3 separate regions of the Gossypium hirsutum genome follow, and regions 1 and 3 are each linked to region 2. The links are chromatin contacts, called in public Hi-C maps. All regions are on one chromosome and are shown on one strand. The core of a region is the stretch at or near the end of the contact, and the rest is flanking DNA. Distances in the headings are between cores, read along the strand shown. Region 1 holds the start of LOC107954780 (protein PIN-LIKES 7). Region 2 holds the start of LOC107941659 (MLO-like protein 10). Region 3 holds the start of LOC107954782 (receptor like protein kinase S.2).

The links. A called contact is a pair of places that touch in the nucleus more often than the background predicts.
Region 1: a Hi-C map of leaf shows a contact between it and region 2, with 2.9 times the contacts expected there. The contact joins the promoter of LOC107954780 here to the promoter of LOC107941659 in region 2. A contact is called at or near these places in 10 of 34 Hi-C or Micro-C datasets (callus, hypocotyl, leaf and 2 more).
Region 3: a Hi-C map of leaf shows a contact between it and region 2, with 3 times the contacts expected there. The contact joins the promoter of LOC107954782 here to the promoter of LOC107941659 in region 2. A contact is called at or near these places in 15 of 34 Hi-C or Micro-C datasets (anther, callus, fibers and 3 more).

What each region holds. Positions count from the first base shown.
Region 1 is chrD07:39,796,550-39,800,486 of Gossypium_hirsutum_v2.1, reverse strand. It overlaps LOC107954780 (protein PIN-LIKES 7), which reads left to right and starts at 2,234. Exons shown (of 9, transcript XM_016890451.2): 1 at 2,234-3,053; 2 at 3,214-3,293; 3 at 3,369-3,493; 4 at 3,574-3,695; 5 at 3,779-3,937. The coding sequence starts at 2,919.
Region 2 is chrD07:39,991,581-39,995,829 of Gossypium_hirsutum_v2.1, reverse strand. LOC107941659 (MLO-like protein 10) reads right to left here and starts at 2,056. Exons shown (of 16, transcript XM_016875235.2): 1 at 1,665-2,056; 2 at 1,338-1,571; 3 at 1,051-1,108; 4 at 698-918. The coding sequence starts at 1,529.
Region 3 is chrD07:39,765,565-39,769,606 of Gossypium_hirsutum_v2.1, reverse strand. LOC107954782 (receptor like protein kinase S.2) reads right to left here and starts at 2,134. Exons shown (of 3, transcript XM_016890454.2): 1 at 951-2,134; 2 at 1-645. The coding sequence starts at 1,366. It overlaps LOC107954781 (exosome complex exonuclease RRP44 homolog A), which reads right to left. Exons shown (of 24, transcript XM_016890453.2): 18 at 3,981-4,042; 19 at 3,709-3,768; 20 at 3,511-3,616; 21 at 3,323-3,418; 22 at 3,128-3,209; 23 at 2,961-3,026; 24 at 2,417-2,800. The coding sequence ends at 2,587.

The sequences.
Region 1 (3,937 bases), core at 985-3,484, 200 kb after region 2:
TTTTTTGAATTTTTAAATAATATTTAAAATTTTAATTTTATAATGTTTAACTTTTTTCAATTTTTTTATTTTTATTTTTTTGGATTTTTAGAATTTTTTAAAGAAATTTTTGTTTATTATATAGATTTTTTAAAAATTTTAAATTCAGTTAATTATATTTGGGCACATGGTATTAACAGAAATAGTTAACACTTTTTTTAGATGGACCAAATTTTCTAAAATCGAAATGAAGTTGTAGAGGTGTTTTATTTTTTTGATGAAATACAATAATAAGACAAAGCCCGAATAACAAACGCGATTAGCGATATTTGAACCCAAGCTACAACTTAAGGCAGCGAACACCTTCGACCATCAAGTTATCACATAAGGTTTAGTTGTAGAGGTGTTTTTAATAAATCTTTTACAAATTATTATGTTTTTATCTAGTTGCCGAGGAATTAGGGGTTTTTGTTATCTAATTGACTCAATAAAATTAATTATTTACGAAAATAACCCAAGTCAAAATTTATGTATGTAAATGACTTGTTTTCCACCGTGACCGCCAATGCCGCCTAACATACCGGTGACACTATCCCCTCATAATTAGCCAATCATCGGCTTTTTTAAAAAAATACTTTTTTTGTGTGTGCCATAATTTAATGTTTTATGGAAAATCTTCATTTTGCATATTTGTTATTCTCTTTCCTTTTCCATACTTAATTATTTATTTTCCATAAAATATTCAATTCCATTTTATATCTCTATTTTACATATATGTTATTTTTTTCTTTCACATATTTGACTTTCCCTCTTTCGTCTCTTATCTTCTCCCATATATATTTCTTTCTCATTCTCATCTTATCTAATATTATTTTTTTGAAACATTATTTCACTCACTAATGGTGACATTCACAAGCTAAAAAGACAAGAACCACATATGAAACAAACATCGGTCACATATTTCCCCTTTATTTTTTTGTTTTCTTTTTTTTTTCTATTTCAACTGTTTCTTTTCAGGTATTAGAATATATATTTTTCTTTCTTCTTTTCTTCCTGAATACTCATTAACAGGTATTTTAAAAAATACATACGTATGTCGCCTGACACAATAATAACAATAAAAAAACTATTTTTAAAAAAAATCAATAATTAGCTTATGATAAGTGGACGATACTATCAATATATCAAGCTGACATTAATAACCATTATGAAGAATGAATCATTTACGTAAATAATTTTCTACTTGAATCATTTTCATAAATAATTAATTCTTTTAACTTTGGTAGAAAAAATAGCCGGAATTAGGAGTAATTAAAGCAATTAATTGACACTCGATAGATAACAGCAAGCGACCATTTTTCATTTATGTTGGCTTACGTATCATAAAAAGCGTCCTTTTAGCTAACTTTATTTTTTAGGTAAATTGTACAATTGCTCACTAAATTATAGGTAAAATTTTATTTTGGTGATTTAATTAAAAAAAATTACAATTTGATCATTGAATTATTCGAAAGTTTTTATTTAAGTCATTAAACTATTTAAAAGTTTTAATTTAAGTTACCGGGCTATTAATTTAGAGAAAAAAAAGTTCCACCAATGAGCTCCAAGCAATAATTTGATGATCAGTATGGTGGATCAGTACTCATCGGCGAGTAGAAGAACGTACCGTACCTTAGATCCAAATTGATCTGTTGGTCAATGTCATCGAGGAAAAAAGCTATTTGAGTTTTATTTATAAATTCGTAACGTCCAAAATTATTTAATGAAAGAAAAATAGTATAGAAGAAGAGAAAGAAAATTTCGATTGGTGCAGGTAGTATAAACAGAGAAAGCCATATATAGCATCAATTGAACAACTTTTTGAATATTTCAATGATCAAATTGTAACTTTTTTAGTTTAGTGACCAATAGTATAATTTACCCTATTTTGTGGGTACCATCCTTTTGGTTAACTTTACATTAAGATGCGGTATGATGCTTGCTCACCTCACCCTTTAATCATGTAATTGAGGATTCGATCTTACTCATGGGATGGAGCACATTTATAAAATAATTACTATTACATATCGTCGATATCCTGGTTTTGAAAAAAAAAAGTAAAAGAAAAATTTAGGACATTGTTTGTCCATGATTATGTAATCTTATCCTATCTATCATTGATCTTCACGCTGTTTCCAGGTACTATCATATTTGTATTATTGCTCCTGACTATCCAGCATTAATAGGACCTACCTTGAACCATAGCTCTTATCCTTACTATTGGTCCTGACTATCCAGCATTAATATGGTAAAATATTATAAGATACTTCCCTTGAACCATAGCTCTTATCCTTTCTCCAGGCCATTTTTACTTTCTTTCATCTCCTTCCTCTACAATCTTGTTAGATTGACATAACAATCCGCCTCCGACCTTACCTTCATCTTGTTGTAAGAACTAAAAGCATCCAAACCTATTTAGCAATCCCATAGCAACGACACAATTACACAAAGAGAAAAGGGTAAGCAGGGCAGGCAGCTAAATTACAATCAGTTGTGACCTTCACCGATCTTTCCTCCACATTGGTTCATATGTCTTTTACTTTAACTCCAATTTCATTCTCTATTACCCTACACCAACAAATCAAATCAAAATACCTTTCTTTCATTTATCTCCCCAACTTAATTTTTTGTTTTCTTTTTTAACGTCATTGTTACCGTACATCTCCACTTAATGTAATCTCGCATCCCATTTCATTATTGCATTGCACTGTATCTATCTGTATGTGCCCTCCCTACCTTTTCCTCCTCTTCTGTTGTTTTAGCCTCACATATATTCATTTGTGCAAACCTGATGCTACACAAACCATACTCATCATCATTGAAAGAGGGCTGCTGCACTGCACCAAATACATTTTCTGTCTCACTCATTCTCATCTATCATATATAAACAAATTAAAAATATGGGTTTCTGGACATTGTTCGAGGTTGCTGCCATGCCTATCTTGCAAGTACTTATAATCAGTTTGTTAGGCGCTTTCCTGGCGACTGATTACTGCAAGCTTTTCCCAGAAGATACGCGCAGATCCTTGAATAAGGTGTTAATTACTTGACTATTTTCATGAATAATCGTTTCTATAGGTGATTAAAGGCTGCATAAGTAGGCTTTTTTCATGCTAATTAGTTAACTTGACTGTAACATCATCATAATATCTTCTTCAGTTCTTAGATTTGTTTATGTTGTGTAATTAAACGCAGCTTGTGTTCGTTGTGTTTACACCCTCGCTCATGTTTGCAAGTCTGGCCAAGACCGTCACGCTCCAAGACATTATTTCATGGTAGGATACTTACATACATGCATATAGACTTTTTTGACTTGGTTTCAATGTGTTTGATCATCTATCAACTCACAGGTGGTTTATGCCTGTAAACATGGGAATCACCTTTCTAGTGGGAGGAATGGTGGGATGGTTTGTGGTTAAGATACTGAGACCAAAGCCCCATCTGGAAGGTCTTATTATTGCGACATGTTCAGCTGGTAAGGTCGAAACTTGAAAGAGCTTTCAAGGCCCCCTTTTCCCCTACATGTGACTAAGTTGTAGTTGAAATTATTTCTAGGGAACGTGGGAAATCTTCTCCTTATACTTGTCCCTGCAGTCTGCAATGAAGATAGAAGCCCATTTGGGAACCGTGATGTTTGCAACTCAGTTGGACTCTCCTATGCATCTTTCTCCATGGCGGTAATTACACGTGGTTATTTCAAGCCTACAGAAGGACTGATTAATCATATTCACATATGCTTTAATTCGGGTAATTAATGCAGCTTGGTGGTTTCTACATATGGACAATCAGTTACCAAATGGTAAAATCTTCAGCAGTGAAATCCAAAGCACTTGAAGCAGCTGAGGAATTCGTTTCAAAAGTAGAAGCCAACAACAACTTGGATGCCACCGCCCAAACTCAGCTTCTGAAAGAAAGAAAA
Region 2 (4,249 bases), core at 807-3,306:
CATTTTAGGTGCAATCAGAAGCAACAATCTACTAGAAATTCATTTCAATAGGGGGAAAAATGAAAACTGAAAACTTAAAATTCAAGTAGGCATACTTGGTTAAACTTATTCGTTGCATCTTTCTTCAGAACAGCCCTACTTCATTTTCCCTCAAGCTGTTGTGAGAGGCAGGCAAAATTTTACAAGCCTGTGGACAAACTATGATACAGTGATGGAACTTAGAATAAGGCTGACTAAGGGTAGGTTTGGATGGGCGATTGGGTGCGGTGTGGTGCGTTTAGCCTACTTTTTGTCTCATACTACAGTATCTAATCTTACCGCCACCGCTGTTTTTACACTAACCACAGGTAAACGCACCGCCCATCCGAACTCAGCCTAAGTAGGTCAAGGCAAGACCAGACAATATGTTTCTAGATATATTGAATTCCATATAGCTTTATCATTGGTCTTCCTGGCACGCAACCCCTCTCCCCATGAAAAGGTCAATATTTTTTTCTATGTAGCAAACAAATTATTACTTTAGATGCTAGTTGACATATGGTTTTACTTTCTTTCTGTACATGAACACAAATAAACAATTTCTAGGAGGAAACAAAATTGGCAACACATGTGGGATCAAAACATCCAGTTTTCAACAAATAATTAGTTCATTATAATGATAATAAACGGATATGAATAGATGCTGGCCTAGGCTCACCTCCTTGCATTTAGGAGCAGTTGAAATAGTAGACAAAGATCTACGGTCAAACCATAACAGTCTTCGACGGTGTTCTTCTTCACTGCTTTCAGAGGTGTCTTTCTCACTATCAGATTTACAAGGCAACATGGTATTCGCAACATCTATAGGGATACAAATTCTGGCAATATAGCTCTGGCCAAAAGTGAGGAGCAGCGAAATGAAACCCAGAACCATCAGCTCTACAATAATCATGTCAATTGTGAAAAACTCTTTATTGGGACAAAGCAGCGGCATCTTATAGAAACCATAAAAGCAGCAGTGGGATTGAAATGGAGAATATTCAAGAAGCAACTTGTGTGTACAAGACTTACCAGCTTTAACCTTGTCCAGGGCTTCAAACAGAGCACTCTTGTGCCTTTCTGTGAACCACTAAATGCCACAAAAGAAAAAAAGAAATTAGGGTGGCAGATACAGTATTAGTGAAAGCTCAACATGGTTCAATGAAATAATAACACAATACTGCATTATTGGTACAGAACTATTTTGCAAAAAGAAGGAAAATAAAGAAGAAAGAAACACAGAATTTAAAGGAAGTAATAAAGTGAATTTAATTTCAAAACCGACAAAAAAAAACAAGGAAAAGGGAAAGAGGGATTACCGTTCCAAGTTTGTTAAGAACTGTTTCCAAGACAATAGAAATGATGATGATAACAGCACAAACCCCAGCCACCGCCCATGTAGGTGTCTGATCAAGCTTCCTCTCCCCTGAACTCTCGGTTGCCCCCATTACCTTTCCTCCCTCCATTGTTAACCATACCCACGAACAGTACCACAGCAACACCCCCTTCATTTTTTATATTCTCACAGAGCAAAACAGCAAAAAGAATGCAATCTGTATTGAAGACAGAATATTAATTTGGGTTTCCTGAAATTAAGAACAAAAAAGTAGTGGTGGTAATTACTTAAATAGGAGAAGAGAAAATACAAGCTTTGGTGTTGTTAAAGGGAGTGCTAAATAAATGGAGATTTGGAAGGAAGAAAGAAAGAAGGTTCAGAAATGGGGGCCTATGCTCTGCTGCACCACCGATACTGAGTCAAAAACCATGAATATGAACGCGGTTCCCAATTCTCAGTACCTGAAAGAGATAAGTTGGAATGATGTTTAGGTTAGGCAGCTAAAGTACGATATACGTTTTTGTTGATTTTGGGTTGAGCTAAATATTTAGAGGAAGTGAAGTCAATTAATTTTAATGTTATATGTCGATTTGGTCAGTTTCAACATTTCAGTTTTGAGTTCACATAAAAAAAAAAAAGGCGTAGAAAGTGGTAGCTGGGTGGATGGCATTGATTAAGGCAGGCAATGAATATGTCCAAATCTAGACATATTAGGCAACACAAGTTGTCCAATGAATAAATCCATTATGAATTTACATCCCAAATCCGCTGACCTGCTCTTTCTTTTTCATTATTGGTTCTCATTTGGAAAACATATATGATCATTAATTATTATTTTCTTTTTTTTTGGTTTGATTCTCAATTGTGGCCTAAGTCGCTGCGAGTGTCATACAGGTATGCACACCCTTTGCCTTGGTCAACCGTCAATTCCCGGTGCTTTTTGCTTTTTCTTTTTATTTTTTAATACGACTTTGGATATCTCTAGTGGTTACAACTTACCATAGCTGTTTGAAGATATTTATATATATTTTTTACAAACATAAAGTATTCGTTAAGAAAGAGACAGATCAAAATTTTAAAAAATACAACAATTGAACTCATGGGCTTATAAGTCGTCAGGGAAACCACTCCCAAACATAACAGCAAACCCTAATCACTATTCTACACATTGTCATCACCGGAAAAAGGAGGGAGAAACAGTCCGGGATGTTAAGGAAGTCGTAGACAAAAGAGGTTGCCCTTGATGTCCATAACGCCTTTGATCAGAGACCATGCCATGGCTAGCCATAAAAAAAACATCATTAACCACCATGGAACTAGCTAGGAAACGATGACAAAAGAAAAACCCAAAACCATTGATGTGACCTCAATCACTAGATGAGCAAAACTAGTCAATTGTATCCTAAGATCTATTAAACACCGGCCAACGAGGAATCAAAGAAGCGTCGATACCAACTAGTCAGAAAATCAGGGCCGCCGATAAGAAAACAAGAAGACCAAGCTCAATGTTGTGGACAAAAAGGGAAAAAACCCACACAAGGCGACTGGAGAGAGAAGCCTTTCAAATAAATTGCCAAAGGTTGTATAAGAGAGAGGGAGCAAAGTCTAGAAACTTATTGTGCCTAAAAACAACAAAAAGAAAGGAAATCAAATAATAGAGAAAAAAATGAATAAAAGCCACCACACTGACGAGAACAAAGAGCCTAAGGTTTCTTTAAGAAGTGGTAAGAGAGAATATATTTGTTTTTGGGTAAATTACACCAACAGTTACTCAACTTTGATGTAGCTGACAAAATAGTCACTATGCTTTCAATTCAGTCACTCAACTTTTGAAAAATAACAAATCAGTCCTACTAACCATGTCCCATTACAGACATAACAAAAAAGTGACCTGTCATCTGACCGGCTACGTTGGAGTGCTTGTTTTCGTTTAAGCAGCCCCAAATTAAGAACTCTAACTAGGCTGTAGAAGAAGAAGAGAAAGAGAAGAAGAAGAAGAAGAAGAAGAAGAAGAAGAAGAAGAAGAAGAAGAAGAAGAAGAAGAAGAAGAAATTGAGATGTCGCCCTTTTTCTTTCACGTTGCTCCATTTCATTTTACAGTTCTTCAAAATCCATTAATGTAAATCAAGCTTTTTCTCTTCTTTTGTCCATTCAACCAACCATAGAGATTTGAGAGTTCTAAGGGACAATTTTGAAAACATTTCTAAGAGAACTCATCAAATATGAAACAATTATCGATTGATGTTGGAGAAATTAGAAATTAGGGTTTGAGATTTGAGAATTTTTTAAGGTGAAAACATTTTTTTTAACCTCAAAATTTTGAAAATGATGACCCTTTTTTGAACTTCAACTAATTGTTATGGCTACCACACTTATTCTTCCCACAGCTCTAACTTACTGACCTTATTTTTCTTTTAATTAAATATACATTATTTTCTAGGTTTTCTTTTTATACTTGAAAATAATGGTAAGTGTTGTAACTTCACTTTTTAACCATCAAAGATTTCAGATGGTGGAGAAAGCAATTAACCTTCTCCCTCTTCAATTTTTTTCTAGGTCTTGCTTTGGGTTCTTATTTTTATGTAAATGAAAAAGAAATTAGGTTGTTAGTTTCTTAGGGAAATGAGAAGAAATGTGAGAAGAGGAGTAAGAAGAAGAAGAGAAAACAAAGGCGGCAAGCAAAGCAGAGGCAACAACAATGACTATGGTAGTGGTAAGGGTCAACAACCTTAAAAGTGCTATAGGTTTTGTTTTGCAAATTTTCCTTTTAATGGTTAGCTAAAGAAGAAGAAGAGGAGAAGAAAAAGAAGACCCTTATGCTCCTCATGTCTAACTCATGTCCAACGTGGCAAGTTAATTGGCCATGTCAGCTAGTTAACTAGCCACGTCAGTTGT
Region 3 (4,042 bases), core at 885-3,384, 230 kb after region 2:
CCCTTGTAGATGCCTTTAAAAGAGTTGGGTGCAATCTGATCAATAAACTCAAGACTTTCGGAGTTCAATAGCCATTTCCCAATCTCATCTGCCCCTGATTGAATGGTTTGCCATTCATCAACCAATACGACCAACGATGAAGAGGGCAGAGGCATTGGAAGCTGAATCCTGGTATTTGGATTTTCAATCCCATTTCTGTGAGTTTGCTCACTTGGTTCTTCCTCAATTTCCCCAAAGTCTCTCCCTTTAGTACTCTCCTCCTGACATCCACAAAGTCCAAATGGTAGTTTAACAGTGGTCGTCTTGGGCTTCCGAAGAGCAGATTTAAGGGCACTCTCGACATGGGATTTAAAAAACTTGTCGTGGGCGGATTGAACCAAGAAGAGAATAATTCCAAGGGTGAACCCTTTCTTCTCAAATATCTGTATCTTCTTGCAACAGATGGAAGCAGAATCAAGAGCACCAGACATGGCAGACCAAGAAAAGGAAGAATTACAAGCAAATGTGAGCTTAAACACGCAACCTTGTACCTCATCATCAGATGTTTGCTGAATAAATATAGCAGGGTGATCATCCCCTGATGCCTGCTCTATCAATTTTATATGTAGAAATACTTCTTTCATATCAAATCCCGCCTGTGCATAACTGTCAACATAATACCCAATCAAAAGAAAATTACAAAAAAGAAAAGCATAATTGGGGGGGAGAAGAACTAGAACATTTCAGCAGTAACTAAGGCAAGGCCACTTTAAACATTTGAAGAAAATAATAATAGTAAAAATAATTATAAGAAACCCGAACTTTCACTGTTTGAAAGCCAAGGAAAAATAAAGATGAAAAACCCATGCTGATAGGAAACTGCTTTTAGGATCCTGTTGATTGTTGTTGCAATTTTCAGAGTACCCTAAACTGAGTAGGAAGAAGGAAGAGGCAAGGGAAGGGAAGGGGACCTGAGAGGCAAGGAATCATAATGCTTGCGGATATTGGAGACAAGCTTCTCAGGCAACTGGCTTCCAGGGTAAAGCTGAGTCAAGTTCCGTACAACGGTACCCCAGACCACTTTCCGGCAAACGTCGGCCTTGGAGGAAGATGAAGGGACAGAAGGAACAGGAGGAGGAAGCTGATCACGTGGGGAGGAAGTGTCGAGATTGAGAGAGTTCTTGAGAGAGGCAATGGCCTCAGAGACGTTCCTGCTCAACCTCTGGAACCGTTTGTTCTTGGCGGACGGGGCTTCAAGTTTGGCAGAAGCAGAGGAGGAGGAGGAGGTGTCCTCGGATCGGTCGTTGGAGCGCATCAAAACCTGCTCGACCATGTCGTCATCGGCGGTGGTGGCTCGGCTGGACCAGCACTCGAGGGCTGCAGCCATGGGCGGAGATCGGAGTGGCTGAGGTCTCCAAAAGGGGGATGGTAATGTAGATGGGAAATGGGTTCAAAGTGAAAGGTAGGGGAGGAGGCGAGGGCGGTGGTGTGTGATCTGCTACAGATGTCTGTCTCGTGCTCTACTCTGCTATGCTCGTCGTTGTCTTTTTTTTTTTTAATTTTATTTTTGAAAAAATTAATAGTATTTATATTAAATTAAAAGGGTGTGTGTGTTCGATTTCTGACAAAGGAGGGAAATGTGGGGGAGACATCGGAGTCGGAGGGAGGGAGGCTGAGGTGACACTGAAAGAGTTTGAGCCTTTGCCTATTAATTTGACTTCATTCCTTACTTCATACAATGGAATCACCACAAAAGGACACACTACATCCGTCCCTCTTTGGTCTTCATCTCCATGCCATCCATCATCATGCATGCATACTCACTTCATCATTATCCTCACTATTACCATTTTTACTTGCTAATAATACATCAATCATCTTATTATCTGAGTCCACTAAATTACAAATAAAAAAATAAAAATTTATGTTTCCAATTCATTAACGGTTCTTTTATCTATCTCTACCCTTATTTAAAATATATATACATGTACACTTTGCATTGCATTTCTTACTGCAATTTGAGATTGAAAATGGGGAAATGGGCTTTCCTGTAAATTGCAATAGGTGAGAGATGACATGGTATGATGATGGTAAAACGTTACAAGGGGGGTTCTCTGCCAATGCCATGTGACCCACATCCACGAATCATGTGAAATCAAAACCAATGAAAGAAAAGGGGGGGAGATGTATTTTAGGGGCGTTGATTAAGGTCACTTTAGGACATTTATTTCATTGCAGTTTCCTGGGTCCCACATGTTCCATGCATCAGCGCATAAAATAATCAAAATGCACATCCATCTGGTTAGGTCTACTTGTTTGTCGCCCACCCAATGCATTTTTTCTACTATCTAGCAGTAATAACAAGTTGTGTTAGTTTATTTATTCATTCTTTTTGTTATTGCAAAAATAACATATAGAAATAGGAACACGCACTCCATGAACAAAAATGTTTCTTGTGTCAATCCAACATCAATTAACCCAAACCAAAGGCCAGTTACTATAATTACCACAACAAGATTCATTCCATTTGCATCTTATATAATAATACAACACTATATAACCTAATAAAAGCTCCTCCTTTGTGCATGTTGATGTTATCTTCTACTTCTAGGAAATAAGAGTAAGCTGCAGTTTAGGGCGGTTGGGTTGGGGTTCCACAACCTCCATGTGGATCCTCACTGATTGCAGAACACTGTAGGAAAGGCTATTACTATTACTATTGTCCATCTTTACAATCTTCTGCTGCTGCTCGTCCACATGCCACTCCCCGCTTCCCTTCTCTCCTCTGCCTGTCAAGTACACCGGGCCTTCTATTCCATATCTGTTCGTTTTATATAACATAAACTCATGTTACTTTTTTCTCCACCCAACAAACACAAGTGCCAAAACATTATCTTTTCCTGCCTAGACACAGCAGATAGACAAAGAAAGACACGAGGAACATATACAGATAATCCAGCATAAAAGATCTAAGTTCATACTTGGGCACAAACACAATGAACCCGTTGGACCTTATCTTCACTATTCTGGCTTCTGTGTCAGTGGGCCTGCAGCATAAGATAAATAAATAAATTCAAAACATGTGCAATTATTCATTATGCTCTATAGAAGGCAGTTTCAATTCCATGAGAGAGGCCAAGGCAGTTACAGTTTTCTGAAGTAAATGAGAGTATGGAGCTCAACAGAGGCCCTGCTTGCCATTTGGGCATTCCTATGTCGATAATTCAGATCTGAAACAGGTAAAATGCATAGGAAGCTGAGAATGGATATCATGGGTATGTGAAGTTTGTTACCCAAATCCATGGAAGCCTCAAAAACAGTATGAAAGGAAAAAAAAACTTACTATCAGCAATGCTAGTTAGTTGAGATCTGTCCTGGAAAACTGGTGGAAGCTTATCGATCCCTAGAGATGCAGCAAGCAACCTGTGCACAATCACATCTGCAAGGAAGGTTCCATACTTGAGCAATAGTATCATCAAGTATACATCAGCAAGAAAAGGTAAAGTAACAAACAAATTTTTGTTCACAAACCTGCATATCTCCTAATAGGAGAAGTGAAATGAGTATATAGGGGCGCAGCAAGCCCATAATGATGATATTCTGGAGGGCTGAGATCCCCACTACAGAAATAAACAGCCTAATTTGAAACCAAGGCAAATTAGTACCAAGTTAAAAAGTGCGTAGGTCAAAACCATCTGGAGATTGAAAAAATTTCCTAGCTAACTTTACCTGAGTCATACACCTAGTTGCCAGTATCCGAATCAACTTATTAAAGTAAGGATCATCACGCTGCAAGGCAGTTTTTCTCAGATGTAAGAATCAACTATGAAAGAGAGAGGCCAAACAAATACATGAACATGTCCCAAGTAGCAAAGATGGAAAAAAAAGAAAAGAAGCCAGACAAGCAAGAAGTTGGATGAAGAAATGTCTAGAAAAGGAATCATCTGAGGTGGTAAGTCAGCTGAACTGTCAGACAAATATATAACGAATAGGAACCTTACCACAGCATGGTCAAGGGAATCAGCCAACGCCTTCGATGATGAAACATCCAAGTCGAGTCCAA